Regions from separate parts of the Danio rerio genome. Here region 1 is linked to region 2. A link is a contact called in public Micro-C data. All regions are on one chromosome and are shown on one strand. Each heading gives the region's core, a stretch centred on a gene start, on an enhancer-like site or on the middle of the called end of the contact. The rest is flanking DNA. Distances are from core to core; before and after follow the strand shown. Region 1 holds the start of mycbp2 (MYC binding protein 2). Region 2 overlaps mycbp2 (MYC binding protein 2).

The links. Hi-C and Micro-C count contacts between places; a contact is called where the count stands out from the background.
Region 1: a Micro-C map of caudal fin shows a contact between it and region 2, with 6 times the contacts expected there. The contact joins the promoter of mycbp2 here to the enhancer-like site in region 2. A contact is called at or near these places in 3 of 18 Hi-C or Micro-C datasets (caudal fin, hematopoietic stem cells and an unstated tissue) and 3 of 4 datasets of contacts at active chromatin or transcription factors (caudal fin, embryo and gastrula embryo).

Annotation. Positions count from the first base shown.
Region 1 is chr9:18,914,593-18,922,170 of GRCz12tu, reverse strand. It overlaps mycbp2 (MYC binding protein 2), which reads left to right and starts at 5,020. Exons shown (of 82, transcript NM_001012247.2): 1 at 5,020-5,693. The coding sequence starts at 5,419.
Region 2 is chr9:18,776,434-18,784,000 of GRCz12tu, reverse strand. mycbp2 (MYC binding protein 2) reads left to right here. Exons shown (of 82, transcript NM_001012247.2): 34 at 1,838-2,029; 35 at 6,561-6,767. Among named protein-coding and RNA genes, the nearest start is that of mycbp2, 140 kb to the left of the region's middle. Within about 2 kb of position 5,725, at least 9 of the 62 cell types and tissues checked have an H3K27ac peak or open chromatin away from gene starts, as enhancers often do. A contact at or near this core is called in caudal fin, where this site is marked.

The DNA.
Region 1 (7,578 bases), core at 3,771-6,270, 140 kb before region 2:
TTTAACTTTTAATTCTTCAAATTTTAATTGAGCTGGCCAGTTTGTTATTTATCTATAGACTACGGTTTTAATATGCTTTAGTTGGTTTTTACAAAGCTTTAACAGATTCCTAATTGTTTTTTAATGATGCATGATGCATAAAAACAAGTATTTTATTCTTTAATAAATTTTTAATTAAGGGTTCTAATCACACAACATTATTTATAAAACTGTAATAGCTTACTTTTTAAATGCCAACTTTTAAATAAACATTTTGTTGTAATATAGAATGGTAAGCACTTGGACAAAATTGTAGGAAATATTTTTGTTATATTATCAAAAACCAATTTGACAAGCTAATGCAGCAAAGATTGGTGCTTAAAATGTCATAAATACTCGCTGTAGTTGAACCAAGTAATTAAATAGAAATTGAGAAGAAAATCTGCAAAAATACCCTTTTAGTAGGCAGGTTATGGGCAAGTTTCATATGCTATTTTATATAATAACAAATATGTTATATGTATGTCAAACTGATCTAAACTCAGTATAAATGACACTACGAAAAACAGTAGGCTTACAGATCGACACAGATCAAAAGGGTTATATTTAAATACGCTATTAAAATAAATGTGACTTTAAAAACCTCGAAAGATATTTTTAGAATTAATCAAATGTTGTAATAATACTTTTTGCTTTTTGTATTTACCCATAAATTAAACTTTTCTATACCTACTATTCTTAATTTTACCTTATTAGGCTAACAATGAGGGGAAAAAGTGTGTGCTTTATGTAAATAGCCTATAATTTTAGGAAGTTAAATTGTTTAGGTAAATAGTTTATTTTATTTATTTTTTGTTATACCCTATTTAAGAACCATGACATTGTACATACAATAGATCTACTTAGCACGAACAATTAGTGTGTGATTATTACCTTGAAAAAGGTGTGACTGCGTGGTTAATTCTTGTCCGAATTTCTTCAACTGATCGATAAAGCTTACAGCGCCTTCTATCGGGGAAAATGATCACTGCACGATTGTTCTGGGAATAATTTGCATTAATACATCCCACAAACTTTTTAAGACACACAATCCTCCAAGTCGGTAAGCTAGGTTTCGAAGTGGAAGGGACTTTTGCATGTTGACCTTAATCTTAAAGGGACATTTCACCCAAAAATTATAATGTGCTCACTATTCACTCACCCTCAAGTGGTTCCAAACCTAGTTTTTTTCTTAGTTGAACATAAAAATAAATATTTTGCAGAAAGCAGAAAACCTGTAACCCTTGAACTTCATAGCAGAAACATACAATGAAAGTCTATGGGTACAGGTTTTTAGCATTCTTCAAAATATCTCCATATGTGTTTAAAAGAGCAAAGATCTCATAAATGTTTAAGTAAGTAAAAGGTGAGACAGAATTGTAATTTTTGACTGAACTATACCTTTATTTAATAAATTGTTTATTGTTACCACTAATATTTGTGAAATACACTATTGTCAGTTGTGTACACTATTTATTAACTATATGTAGGCCGCAGCCTAGACCGTGTGTCCTGAAACGTGTGTTGGTCTGCAGGTTTGCAGCTGGATATTATTGCTGTTCCATGAAAAGCTATTCTAGTGCATATAAGTTTTCCATTCGTTGTCTTTTTAGCTTAGTCCCTTCCCTTTTAATAATCAGGGGTCCCCACAGCAGAATGAACCACTAACTTATCCAGCATATGTTTTACTCAGCAGATGCCCTTCAACCGAACACTGGGAAACACCCACACACTCTTGCATTTACACACATACTTACGGCCAATTTAGCTTATTCAATTCACCTATACCTGTGGAGAAACCCACGTGTGAACAGAAAGGACCTGACCCAGCCGGGGCTCAAACAGCGACCTTCTTGCTATGAGTCAATCGTGCTATCCATGGCCACATGTTTTCATATATTTAAAATGTTCTTGGAACAAAAATTTAATTTGGAATTGGTTATAAAGGAACATATTCCTTTCAAATGATTAAATTGTTTTATTATCATAAAATTGTATGAATTTGTGATATTTATGTTCAAGGGTTGATTGCAGTAGAAACTGACAGCAGCGTAATGATGAAAAAAGACAGATCACCGCTAGATGGCGCAATATGTTTAAAAGAAAGTTTCCAGTTTGTCTCATATTTGCATACTAATTCATTGATTTACCGCTGTCTTACTTTTCAATTAAAAAATAAATTGATCTATTTTCTCTCTGTATTCAAAATAATTGTGATCGGTACTTTAATTTTGCAGGTTTTATGCATATTCCTTTGTTATATTGTGCATATTGTCAAGACCCCTATCCATTTTCTATTTAAGAGATTTGTTTTGGGTAGAAATGGACTACCTGCACAAGTGAAGGCGTCCGATGAGTCTCACATCGATTACAATCACATGCTAATTGAGATTCATTGCAAAAAAAAGGACTTCACTGATGCTGACACCACTCTAACTATTGACTGTCTCTGTGACAGTGAAGGGAGGAGGAAAAATGGCATCTCTCATTGGAGCACTGTCTGAAGCAATTTTTGTCACTTTACATTTTCTCACTCTCCCCGTTTTATGTACATACAGTATATTCACACGCTTCATTTTGTCTCACTCACTAATAGATAATATTGGTAGTGCAATATGCAAATATAATAATAATATAATACATTTTAATATAATATAGTATGATATAATATAACACGTATAATATAATATAATACATAAAATATAATATATATATAATACATAATATATATATAATACATATAATATAATATAGTTCATTTTCTTGTAGGCTTAGTCCCTTTATTTATCCGTGGTCGCCACAGCGGAATGAACCACCAACTTATCCAGCACATTTTTATGCAGCGCAACCCATCTCTGGGAAACATCACACACACACCCATACACTACGGACAATTTAGCTTACCTAATTCACTGTACTGCATGTCTTTCAATTGTGATGGAGACCCACGCGAACGCAGGGAGAACATGCAAACTCCACACAGAAACATCAACTGAGCCGAGGCTCGAACCAGCGACCCAGCGACCCAGTGACCTTCTTACTGTGAGGCGACAGCACTACCTACTGCGCCACTGCTTCGCCCATATAATATAATATAATATAATATAATATGATATAATATAATATAATAAATGTACCAAAAATATATCAATATAAATCAATCAATATTTATATTTTATTTTTAGTCTATATATTTACATTGATGCATTACCACTGTCTTAAGAAACTTTATACTTTAAGGAATTTATGTTTTGGATTCAAAAGTTTCACTACTGTCTAAAAACTACAAACAAAGTATGGGTTGATTCATTCATTTTCTTTTTGGTCTATTCCCTTTATTAATCTGTAGTCACCACAGCGGAATCAACTGCCAACTTATTCAGCATATGTTTTAAGCAGCGGATGCCCTTCCAGCCGCAACTGGGAAACCCATACACACTCATTCCCACACATACATACACTATGGACAATTTAGCCTACCCAATTTGCCTGTACCGCATGTTTTTGGACTGTGGGAGAAACCGGAGTATTGGTAAAATATTGCAAAACAAATGTACAAATTGCTACATTTCAACAAAATTGGGTGTATTTTTGTTTGTCTTGATTTATGCTATTTTTGAAAATTAGGTTTAATATTTTTCCCTAACATAAATTTGGGCTACTCATTTTTGAACCATTATTGTAAGTTATTTGGTTAGATTAGCTCTAGATTTGGCTTCAGTACTGACTAAACTAAACTAATACAAAATGTGAAAAGTCAAATGCTTAATGCACTGACAAATATTTAAACAATATCTTTTATATGTTTTACTTTTATATGTTTTTATTACTTTTATTATTTTTGACAAGTTTACTGGCCGTTCTTTAAGGATACTATATGCCTTGTAAATTTAAAATGTATTGAATGTAGTGTAGTAAATTATATTACATACGTATTCATATGCAGTATTTTTATAAAATGCAAATGATATAAAGAAACATTATCATAGCTACTTTAAACTTAGAGAACTTTAATTTTGTTAATATTTTATTCCCTTCAAATATTTTTAATTTATTATAATTTAAAAAAATGTATTATACATTAAATGTATTCAGATTTTTCTATTTTATTTTGGAGTGATAAATAATTTTTGATTTCTTCATGTTTACCTTTGCTCTCCAAGGTTACATCCTTAGTTCTATTGTAGTAAAGGTCGCTGGTAAGGGCGATTAAGTGGTAATCCTATACCAGAAACAGTAGGCCTATGCCAGATAACATGCAGAAACATAATCTGTGGAAACACTTTCTAACAACCAGTTTATAGTTTGAGCATGTTGGTTAAAATAATAGAGTTATTTTGGGATATCATTAATATTAGTTTATTTTCGGACAGTTCACCCAAACTGTTAATTTTATAATCTCAGTCTAATGTTTTACAAAACCCATAACCATGAACAATAACATTTTGTTATCCAATTAGCATGATAGTACGCTAAATAATAAAAAAAAAAAAAAAAAAAATGATGGGTGAAGTACATGGCTAAAAATTCAGTGACAACATAAGATTATCTCAGAAAAGAGCTATTAAAAAATAGGCCTATTGCTCAAATAAAATATTAACGCTTAACCAGAGCTTACAAAACAGGAGAAATATTACAATATACTCATACATTCATATTAGCCTGTATGGCATAATAACCATACATATTTAATGTATGTAAGATTTAGCATAAAATAACCGCGCTGGTTGTGTTTACATAATCCTGCAATAAATTCGAATTCTTCAGTGAGAATAAACAAACGATAAAGCAATTAAACCGCTTCTGAAGGCGTTATACTCGGCCGCTTCGTTACTACAGCAGTCGCGTTTCAAATTCTACCGAGTCCCCTTCCAAGAGAGCACTGGTATGCGCGTTCGCGAACTACGTTCAAACGGCCAAATGGTATCTAGGTAGAACGCGTGCTGCGCTTTGAAACGCAGCCCTTGTGTGCTGTGGATGGGAATGTATCCCAGCATGCTTGACAGTCAGCGACATGAACAGGGAAGGATGATGAAGCTAAGATGGCAGCGCTACTAGGGGTGCTGTCTTTACGGGGTCAAGAAAAACAGCAGGAATAAACGCAGAGCACGGACGTCAGCTCGCGCATTTGAGTTATTTCACTTCGGCCAATTGAACGTGGTTGGATCGCCTGCAATCGGGGAAATAACGGTTGATTCGGCCGATCCGGCGCAGGAAGGGACGCGTATTTCGCAGTCGCAGCAGAGCGGCTAACCGTAAACGTCGTTTCAATCGGGGATACTCGGATGTAATTCGCCGGGCGTTTTGCGGGTTTGCGGAGAGGATTTATGGAGTGCGACTGGGACTTTTAGCTCTGTTGATTGACAGTGTAATCTAATATATGCGTTGTTCCCCTAAACGATGATGTGTGCTGCTGCGGCAGCGGGTGCCGGTGGAAGCGGGATTCTGTCCTCCTCATCCCACTCCATGGGGCTGGGTGTCAGGGTCATCCCCGGAGCTGGAAACGATTTCGCACCGATCGGATCAGGGATGGGCTCCTGTCCCGTTGTAGGGGCCCGCTCGGATTGTCGGAGCCGCTACCAGCTTCTTCTCTCAGGGCGAGCACTGGCGGAGCGGTACCGGAGGATTTACACCACCGCGATCAACGACAAAGAGCAGGGGCTCAACCTCGGCAGGTGGGTCTGATTTACCGGCTCGGTTCTGGACGAGAAACAGGGTGCGATGGCGTGCAGCTGGATCTGTTTGTAAACAAAACCCATTGGGTTATACATGAGCGGCTCGTTTGAGCCCAAACAGCAGTAGTTGTTAGCATGCTGCTAACTTCCTTAGCGAGATCGCATTAGCTAGCGCAGCTTAAACATTCGTTTCATTTTATCCAGGTCAACGGAAAAGCTCAGTTTGTGTCTCTTTTCATTTGTGTACCCTTTAAAAACAGCTTCGCCGCGCTGTCATAGACAGCAATGTTATTCTAAAGCTGCTTTCAAAACCAGATCGATACCTATAGCTGTTAACCAGCTGCTTTGACTCGTAGCGAAGTTGTGCTAATAGGACGTGGCTAAATGAATTTGTGATTATAGCTACACTGGCTTTAATATGTTCCACAAAAAGGAAGCCTAAAACCTAATAAATCAATTGTATTTACTTTAATACTCGCGTAAATATTGCCATACTACTGGCAAATTGTATATTTCAGCCGCCCTTAATAAATTGCATTGTTTTACCTGATTGATATTAATAACCAGCTACTTTATATTATGAAACTGTTACCAATTCAACGATATCATACATGTAGTATGGCATATTCAGAACAGCAGTCGTGTGTCTCATTAATGCGAAGGGCTGGGTTCTGTTTTGCCTGACGTCACCCTGCTGTAGAGAGAGACACACACACACACAAACTTGACTTGATTTACCTCAGGTCAATTTGTTATTTGTGATCTTACTGTACAAATCATTACAGTTTATTTTCATGTTCTTTGACAGTGTCTTAAATAGTCGTTTTCAGTTACATTTGCAGAAAGAATACATTATTTTACAAAAGTCTATTTTGCATTTTATTCAGCTATATTTAGAAATTGGAGCATTTCTTTCTTATTAATTGCATATTTATCAGATTCAATAAATAAAGCAAACTCATTAGTAAGATTTAGAGATGTCAAGTTTTTTTTTAATGTGCATGAAATCACCAAAACAATTCGTTTTTTTTTTGTTTTAAAAACAAAAAGGACTTCATGACCAGAGTTTTGTTAAAATATTTTGATATTTTACATTTTTTCTAGTATTAGATTTTGCAAAAACATTCTAATTACTGTATTGTTATTTGATTTTTCTGCTATTTAATTATCAGGATTTATGTATTTGACCAAAACATTCCTGCTTGGTTATATTCAGCTGCTAATGAAATTAAACAGTAGATTAGGATTCCTAATTTACAGTTATAAAATATTTAATGCAAAAATCAAACATTGTATTTAAGGCTTTCATAGTGTACACTGATGCCATCCACTTATGATATCACCAGCGTTGATAGCATGCAAAGTGCTCTGAACCGTTCAACGCCCCTCCCAACCTTCAGGCCCTTCATCACAAACAGCCTCTGTGCTTTCACTTTTCGCTGCAAATAATCAGCTACTGTTGTTCTATTGTTTACTGCTCTACACAAACACTTCAACACGGTTCCAACATAAGGTTCTAATATAACAGCACCTTCGCACGGCTCTTCTGCTGAAAATTAAATTAGGATCGCCCGCTGTAGGGTTTGGGCTATTTACAAATGCTCATGTTTCACATACAGTGTCATTTTACAGTGTTTAGGCATATTTAAATAGATGTAGGAAGACCAACAATTGCTTTATTGATATTTAACATTTGCTGGTTGAGCTCAAGTCACTTTACTGTAAAATACATGCTTATTAAAAATGCATGTTGAAACCACAAGTTACAAGGATGAATACATGTTCAGCTGAGCTATTAAGATATGTGACATATGACATATATAATGCCCTATCATTCACCCGGCGCAATGTGGCGGGAGGCACGACGCAGTTGTTGTGTGCTAGT
Region 2 (7,567 bases), core at 4,476-6,975:
ATATAACCATATAACCTGAATACCTAGTGTCTTGCACAATACTGTAATTAGTAAAATATTATGTACTAATTAGTCTGTTATATCTAATATGTATAGTCTAGTATATATAGTCTAATATGTCTACTATTATTGCAATTATTTATTAGAAATTAGTCACTAGAAATAAGTTAATTTCTGTTCAAATTGTATAATAAACAAAAATGTGTGTGTATATATATATATATATATATATATATATATATATATATATATATATATATATATATACACACACACACACACATAATTGATGCACTTTCAACATTTTATTAACATGTTTACTGCATACCAAGAGTTAGGTTCAAATTGTAGTGTTTAATGGCCCGTTTCCACTGAGTGGTACAGTACGGTGCTTTAAAGGTCAACTTTATCAGGCTTACGTTTCCACTGCCAAAAGGGTACCAATGGTGGGAGTGGTGTACGACAAAGTTTCAGTCGATGTCATTGTCGCTCGAGGAAATATGAAATATATAAAATAAATGCGACATATATGAACACATACAGACCGTTACAGTCTCTGATATGTTACCAACAGAACAACTAAACACAACATACATTTAGTCCTTATTTGGGTTCAAAAACAACACCAACATAGCCTACAGTCAGTGCAAACCTTTCTTTAATCTTCACCAGCACTTATAACCTCTGTTAGAAAGCAATTCCATCATTCCGAGTTCATAGTGGTCCAAAAGGTGAGGATAATAGTTAAACATGACAGTTTGTTCATGTTTTAGGTTGTGCTTCACTCTCGCGTTTATCCGTTTCTGAAAGGATTGGATGTCAGAATAATCACACGCTTCAATAATCATAAGCATGTTATTATCATCAGCTTAAGAAGGTTGATATTTCAAATATAGAAGCGCAACTATGGGGCAGAGGGTACATTGATCTTCTTCTTGGCTTTGTAGCTGTTCATCAAGATGACTGCAAGGTTTGTTTAGGCTTGTGTCGACCATGGCTCGTTATTTTATATATATATATATATATATATATATATATATATATATATATATATATATATATATATATATATATATATATATATATATATATATATATATATTTATTATTATTATTATTATTATTATTATTATTACAGTGTAATGTCTCTGCTGTGTATTTAAAAATGTTGCTACCTTTGTTTTTATTCTCCTGCATGTGTACGCACTGGTCAAGTATCTCTGTAAACCAATAGCGTTCAGCTGCGCGTCTAGCTCCACCTTTTGGTACTCTTTTCTTGTGCTAGGTACCCTTCCGAAAGGGTACCCAAAAAGTGGTATGGTACAGTTCGCTTTTTGGTATCTTTTGACAGTGGAAACGGCCATAAATGAGCATTAAGTGCTGATCAGTGGACTTTAATGTTGCCCACATTGCATGTTGGATATGAGAAAGAAAAAGTAAATTGCATTAAAAATGTTCAATAAAAAACTGCTAAGTTGCATTGATGAGTGAGGTATATTACAAAATTTAGAAATGCAGAACATTTACAAACATAAACATGTTTCCTCCTTCAAAAACCATGTAAATGTAAAGAACGGTAAGTTTAAGAAGAATAATAAATTACTGATGATTGTTCTTAACAACAACAAGCCTAAACAAGCCAAGCTAATTTAAAATGAGTTGAAACAGCATTTATCAAGCTATTTTATGGGACAACTTGTTTGTTTTATGTTCAATCCACTCAAATTTGTGAAAACAATTAAGTTATTAACATGAAACATGGAACCGAGCATTTTTTACAGTGCATGATTCACAGTGGTTTTACTTCATCTAATTTTTTTTATTGTATTTTGATCAGACGGAAGAGAATCTCATGGGCATGACAACATTCCGGGAGGTTCTGGAGAAGATGCTGGTCATTGTAGTGCTTCCTGTGAGGAAGAGTCTTAGGAAAGAGGTCGAGCTCTTTTCTCCTCATCTCGTGTCCAACACCTGTGGTCTGCTGGCCAGTATTGTCAGCGAGCTCACCGCATCTGCTCTCGGTTCTGAGGTTAGAGGGACAAATCTCCTACTTCGCCACACACATACACACTCTCTCTCTTCCTCGTCTTTGTCTGCAGAGCATTCGCCTGCTGCTCTAATTGCATTACAGCTACCGACCGGCCATAAATAGATTTTAGATGCTGGAAGAGAAAATATGCCACTGTTTCATCAGATCTTCATGGACAGGCCTTCACAGAATCGGAAATTTTTTATTCAATGCAAAAACTTTAAATTATGTTGAGTATATAATGTAAGAACATATTATGAAATATTTGAAATAAATGAAATAAATTAAGATTTAAGTCAAAACCCACTATCCAGTAAACATACTTTTTTAGTCGGTAATGCACATGTAAATGACTAGTGTTTGCTGTAGATACCAATATAATTTTATTCTAACAAGTCTATATTTATGTCAGAAGTTTCTAAATCACCTAAAAAAATCTTTTTTTAATTTTAAAAATAACTAAACCTTATATTTAACCATAAATGTAGCCATTATGGATGGCAAGAAAGAAAAGAAAAAATACTGTTAATTAATAATAATAATAATAATAATAATAATTCCTTACATTTATATAGCACTTTCCTGGGTTTTCTTTACACATTGTGGGGAATTTCCTCATCCACCACCAGTGTGCAGCATCCACCTGGATAATGTGACAGCAGCCATTTTGTGCCACAACGCACACCACACACCAGCTGTTTTGTGGAGAGGAGACAGAGTGATGGAGTCGTTTATGATATGGGGATGGTTAGGAGGTCATAATCGACAGAGGCCAGTTGGCAAATTTGGCCAAGATGCCCAGGTAAAGCCCCTACTCTTTTTCGAAGAACATCCTGGGATTTTTAATGACTACAGAGAGTCAGGACCTCAGTTTAACGTCTCATCCAAAAGACGATGCTCACTGATCAGTATCGAGTCCCTGTCACTATACTGGGGCATTAGGACCAACACAGACTGCTGGTTGGGCACCCCCTGCTGGCCTCATTAACACCACTTCCGGCAGCAACCTAGCTTTCCCATGTGGTCTCCCATCCAGGTACTGACTGGGCGCAGCCCTGCTTCGCTTCAGTGGCCGACCATGTGAGGGTTGCAGAGAGCTAGTTGTCGGCAGATTTGGACAATTCTTCTGACCAAAATATCAAACAAGTCTAAGCATTTTATGACATAGCTTTATGTTATTTTTCTATTTTACTTTAATTTTCCTAGTCCAAGGTTTACATCTTAAAATTAGTAATTAGTCATGCTACCGAGTGTGCATAAGGACATGGGGGAGGCTGTTTGTCAGCAGAGACTGTAGTGCTACACAAGAGACTGAGGGATATTGTACACAGAGTTATTCTGTACTCATATTTACAGTTTCAAGTGAGTCAAACAAAACAATTCATCTTCATCATAGGTAAAAACTCACTTCAGATTGCTAACCTGATCTCACTGCGAGCATTCCAATCAGTGCTTCCCTCACAGTGTCATTACTACATGTGACGAGATGTGATAAAAGGTATCTTTTTCATGTTAAAAGGAGTCTTGTGACCACATTGCACAAAATCTCTATTTTAGAAACGGTAGTAGTGACAGAAAAACTGCAAATGCAAATGGTAAATTCTACCAATGTGAGTTTAAATACCACATAAGTGACATTTTTTGCCATACTGAAAGTGGAAGCAGATAATTTACCTTAGATCTTAAAAAAACTAACTAGCAAACAGTTTGAATATAAACTCTCAATGCAAACCAGCAACATCAGTCACTCAGTTGCTTATGTACTTTTAACAATGTTAAAGGAGTTTAATATGTATTGATTATAAACCTTACCATTTGATTGGGAGTGCAGTGCACTAATCTGTGCTTCTGAAGTGCTATAGTTAAATTTGTCACATTGCGTCTTGTTTGGTGCCAAATCGTTTGCCACTGTAATCTTGTCATGTCATGTGCAGCACTATGCACAGTTTTAAAGGTGCTGAATGTACATTTTTGACTAATCTAAAGCATATAGCGTATGCTTAGCGTATGTTTGCAGATATTTAAAAAACATGCCAAGTGCACATACTTTTTTAACTGAAAAACAGTGCTGAAGTCAGATATTCTGCTTTGAAAATGTGTTTTCCATGCCAGAACGCTGTCTTTGTTTTGGTCATTTTAACCTGCCCAATGCCAGTTTAGCCAATTATATTTCAGCACCCCGGGTTGTCTTGGTGAAAAACCACGTATTTCATTCATTCAGTCATGAAGGCTCTCAAAGTATGCGTCCGTGACCGAAATGCAACCTCCGGTGAACAGTAGCAGACTCCGACGAGATGCAGATTCAGTTCCACATGAGGTTATTAATTAGCAAATGATACAAATATAATGAACGTAAACATTAGGTGAGCAGGTTATGTTGTAACTCTGTGTCCTAACAACACGCTACTTGACGAGATTTGTAGTGAAAAGCTATTTGGCTGTTTGCACACACAGAAATTTAAATATTTTTTATTTTAGGTTTATAGTCTATTTGATACATATTAAACCTCTTTAACTTTATTAAATGTAGATGCTGAATCACTGATATGCGTTTAGTTCTATATTTCAGTTTCAAATAGTTTATTTTATTTTCAAAATCTGAGGTAAATCTCCTGCTGCTTTCAGTAGTATGGTAATAAATGTCATGTAAAATGGCATTTAAACTCACATTATTAGTATTTAACACTAAATAAAGCACATGATCTGTACCTGAAGGTGATCATTGTCAGTTTTCTGTTGTTCACCTGTGGGAAATAGAAGCCGTTTCTAATATATGAATTGGAGGTGTTGGTTATGACAAAAACTCCTTTTAATATGAAAAATATTCCTTCTATCGGGTGCTGTTGCTTTTATTTAGAACACAGTTTAAATCACTCGCTCCTGTCCTCAATGTGGCAACCTGCGCTTGCGTTTGTTTTGATCCAGGAGTGCAATAACTACTTCAACCACTGGGTTTCACTTTACATACTGCACCTTTAAACACTTTGTCAGTCTTATAAGCAGCATCTTGTTTGGGCTTATGAACTTCATGAGTTTGCTATGCTTATTTACACATTGCTGAATACACGGATTAAAACGAAAATGTTATTATGATTGACAGTATATTCTGCGTAAACGCTATATTCTGTCATGACACCTATAGCCATAAACGTACATGTCATTTTTGACAATTGGATCCCATACTGGTGCACCCATAGTTTAGCCTGTGAGTACCATGGTCTGGAGAAATTTACCTGCACTTAATATTTATGCGTTTTGTAATCTGATCAATTAGATTGTTACATATTGACATCTTTAAACTTATGGAATTCTGTTAATTAATTAATAATTAAAAGTGTGTATTCCATCTGTATTCCATCAGCTGTATGAAGCTGAGTCACGAACGCAAGTGTGTCTTCCACAGGACCACAACAGTCTACTGCAGTCCTTCTCTCTTTGACAGCTCGGGTGAAAAGGCTGTTGGCTTGTTGCCATGGCAACTGGTCTGTCATGCTATATGAGAGTACGTTACAGAGAGTGTTATTGTGGCTGATCTACTTCTCTTTAACATTGTCCATTTTCAGATTGGAAAAATAAAGTGTTTATTGGCTAGAGTTGAGAAAACGGCATCCTGTTTTTGCTGTTTGTTATAGCACAGGAAACGCATGAATTTAGGTGATGGTTGTCATGGAGGCTCCTGTTCAATAACAAAAAACATCCTCCTTCATTTACTTTTATTTGGCCTACTGCCACCTGCTGGGAAAAAAGTGGCTCTACAGTACATCTTAAAGCAATAGTTCACCCAAGAATGAAAGTTTACTCGCACTCAAGTGGTTCCAAAACTATAGGAGTTTCACAAAAGACTATATTTTGAAGAAAGCATTTCTTTTTTTATATGTGTATTTTAGTTTTAGTTTGAATAAACATAATTTAGCAGAACACCATACGTATATAAAAATTTTAGAAGCATAAAAGAACAGTTTGAACAAACACTGCACTTAAAATCATACTAATGCACCCTAAAAATATAGATGCGTGAACAATTTAGACAAGTTTGGTCATATTAAAGAAAAATGTATTGTTAAAATGTGTAATTTTCATACATTTTTATGCTTATATAAATGGAACATATGACAGACAGACAGACAGACAGACAGACAGACAGACAGACAGACAGACAGACAGACAGACAGACAGACAGACAGACAGACAGACAGACAGACAGACAGACAGACAGATAGATAGATAGATAGATAGAATAGAATAGAACATGTTTTATAATATGCTCTTGACTAGTGTTATAGACATGCGATGTGCACAAAGCTCCATCTACAGGTAAAGTAATTCCCTAAACAGCTGCACTATAGGTTTTCCATCACATTAGTCGTCACATCTATTAGTTTTTCAGAAGTGGTTTTTAGTTTTATTTATTTTTATTGATATTTTGGTGTGCTATTTATTGTTTTAATAAGACACAAGAATGCATCAATATGATCTTAAAGTCAATTCTTGACTGCAGTTTTTTTTTTACTTTGTGAATGTTGTTGTTCAGGTGGATGGTTTGAACTCCCTGCACTCTGTGAAAGCCACCCCCAACCGCTTCACCAAAACCAGCCAGGGACGCAGCTGGAACACTGGGAATGGCTCCCCCGATGCCATCTGCTTCACCGTGGACAAGCCAGGGGTGGTGCTGGTGGGTTTCTGTGTGTACGGCGGAGGAGGCATTCATGAGTATGAGCTGGAGGTGCTCGCTGATGATGTAAGTCTGTATTCATCAGCTCATGTCACACGAGAGCTACACATCTAGCAATTTGCACACAGACTTTTAATTTTCAGACATCCAGCCCAACGGCTTCTGGTGAACTTTCCATTACAAAATTGGCATGTTTAAGATTTGTTTTCTTTAAAAATAAGTGATCTTCACTGCCTGATTGGTATACAATGTAAAGTGGGTCTCAGACAGTACAAGAAGCACAGTGTTTAATTATATTTTCCCCGCCATCTCTATAAAAAATGACAGTTTATTTTACCCCAGTATTTTTAATGGAGTTTCTGCAGTCGCCTGTATTTAATATTGTTCTATAACATATACATTTGAGCGTACTAGATTTTGGACTGTTATCATAAGTTATTTTGTTATATAAGGTTCAGATTTGGCTTGAGTACTGGCCAATGTATATTTACAAATATAATATTCAGGGTCCCCGCGGGGTCTTAAAAAGTGTTAAAAAGTCTTAAATTAAAAAATCGAAATTTATGGCTTTAAAAAGTCTTAAATTCGCTGTTCTAGGTCTTAAATATTTTTGCACAGGTCTTATTTTTGCGATGTCCATGTAACGCTACATCTAATGCTCATTTAAATTCTTTTTGTTGTTGTTGCTAGGTTTTTAGGGTTTTGTTTTATTTCACTAGTCCAATTGTAATTTGCGGTATTTACAACTACAAAAAGGTCAACTTGCAATAGCCAATCAGCTTTCTGATATTAAACTCAGTAAGCGCGGCGAATGTGACATCATCTCTGTGTTTGTGGAAGTTTGCTTTGAGTGCACGTAACATAAA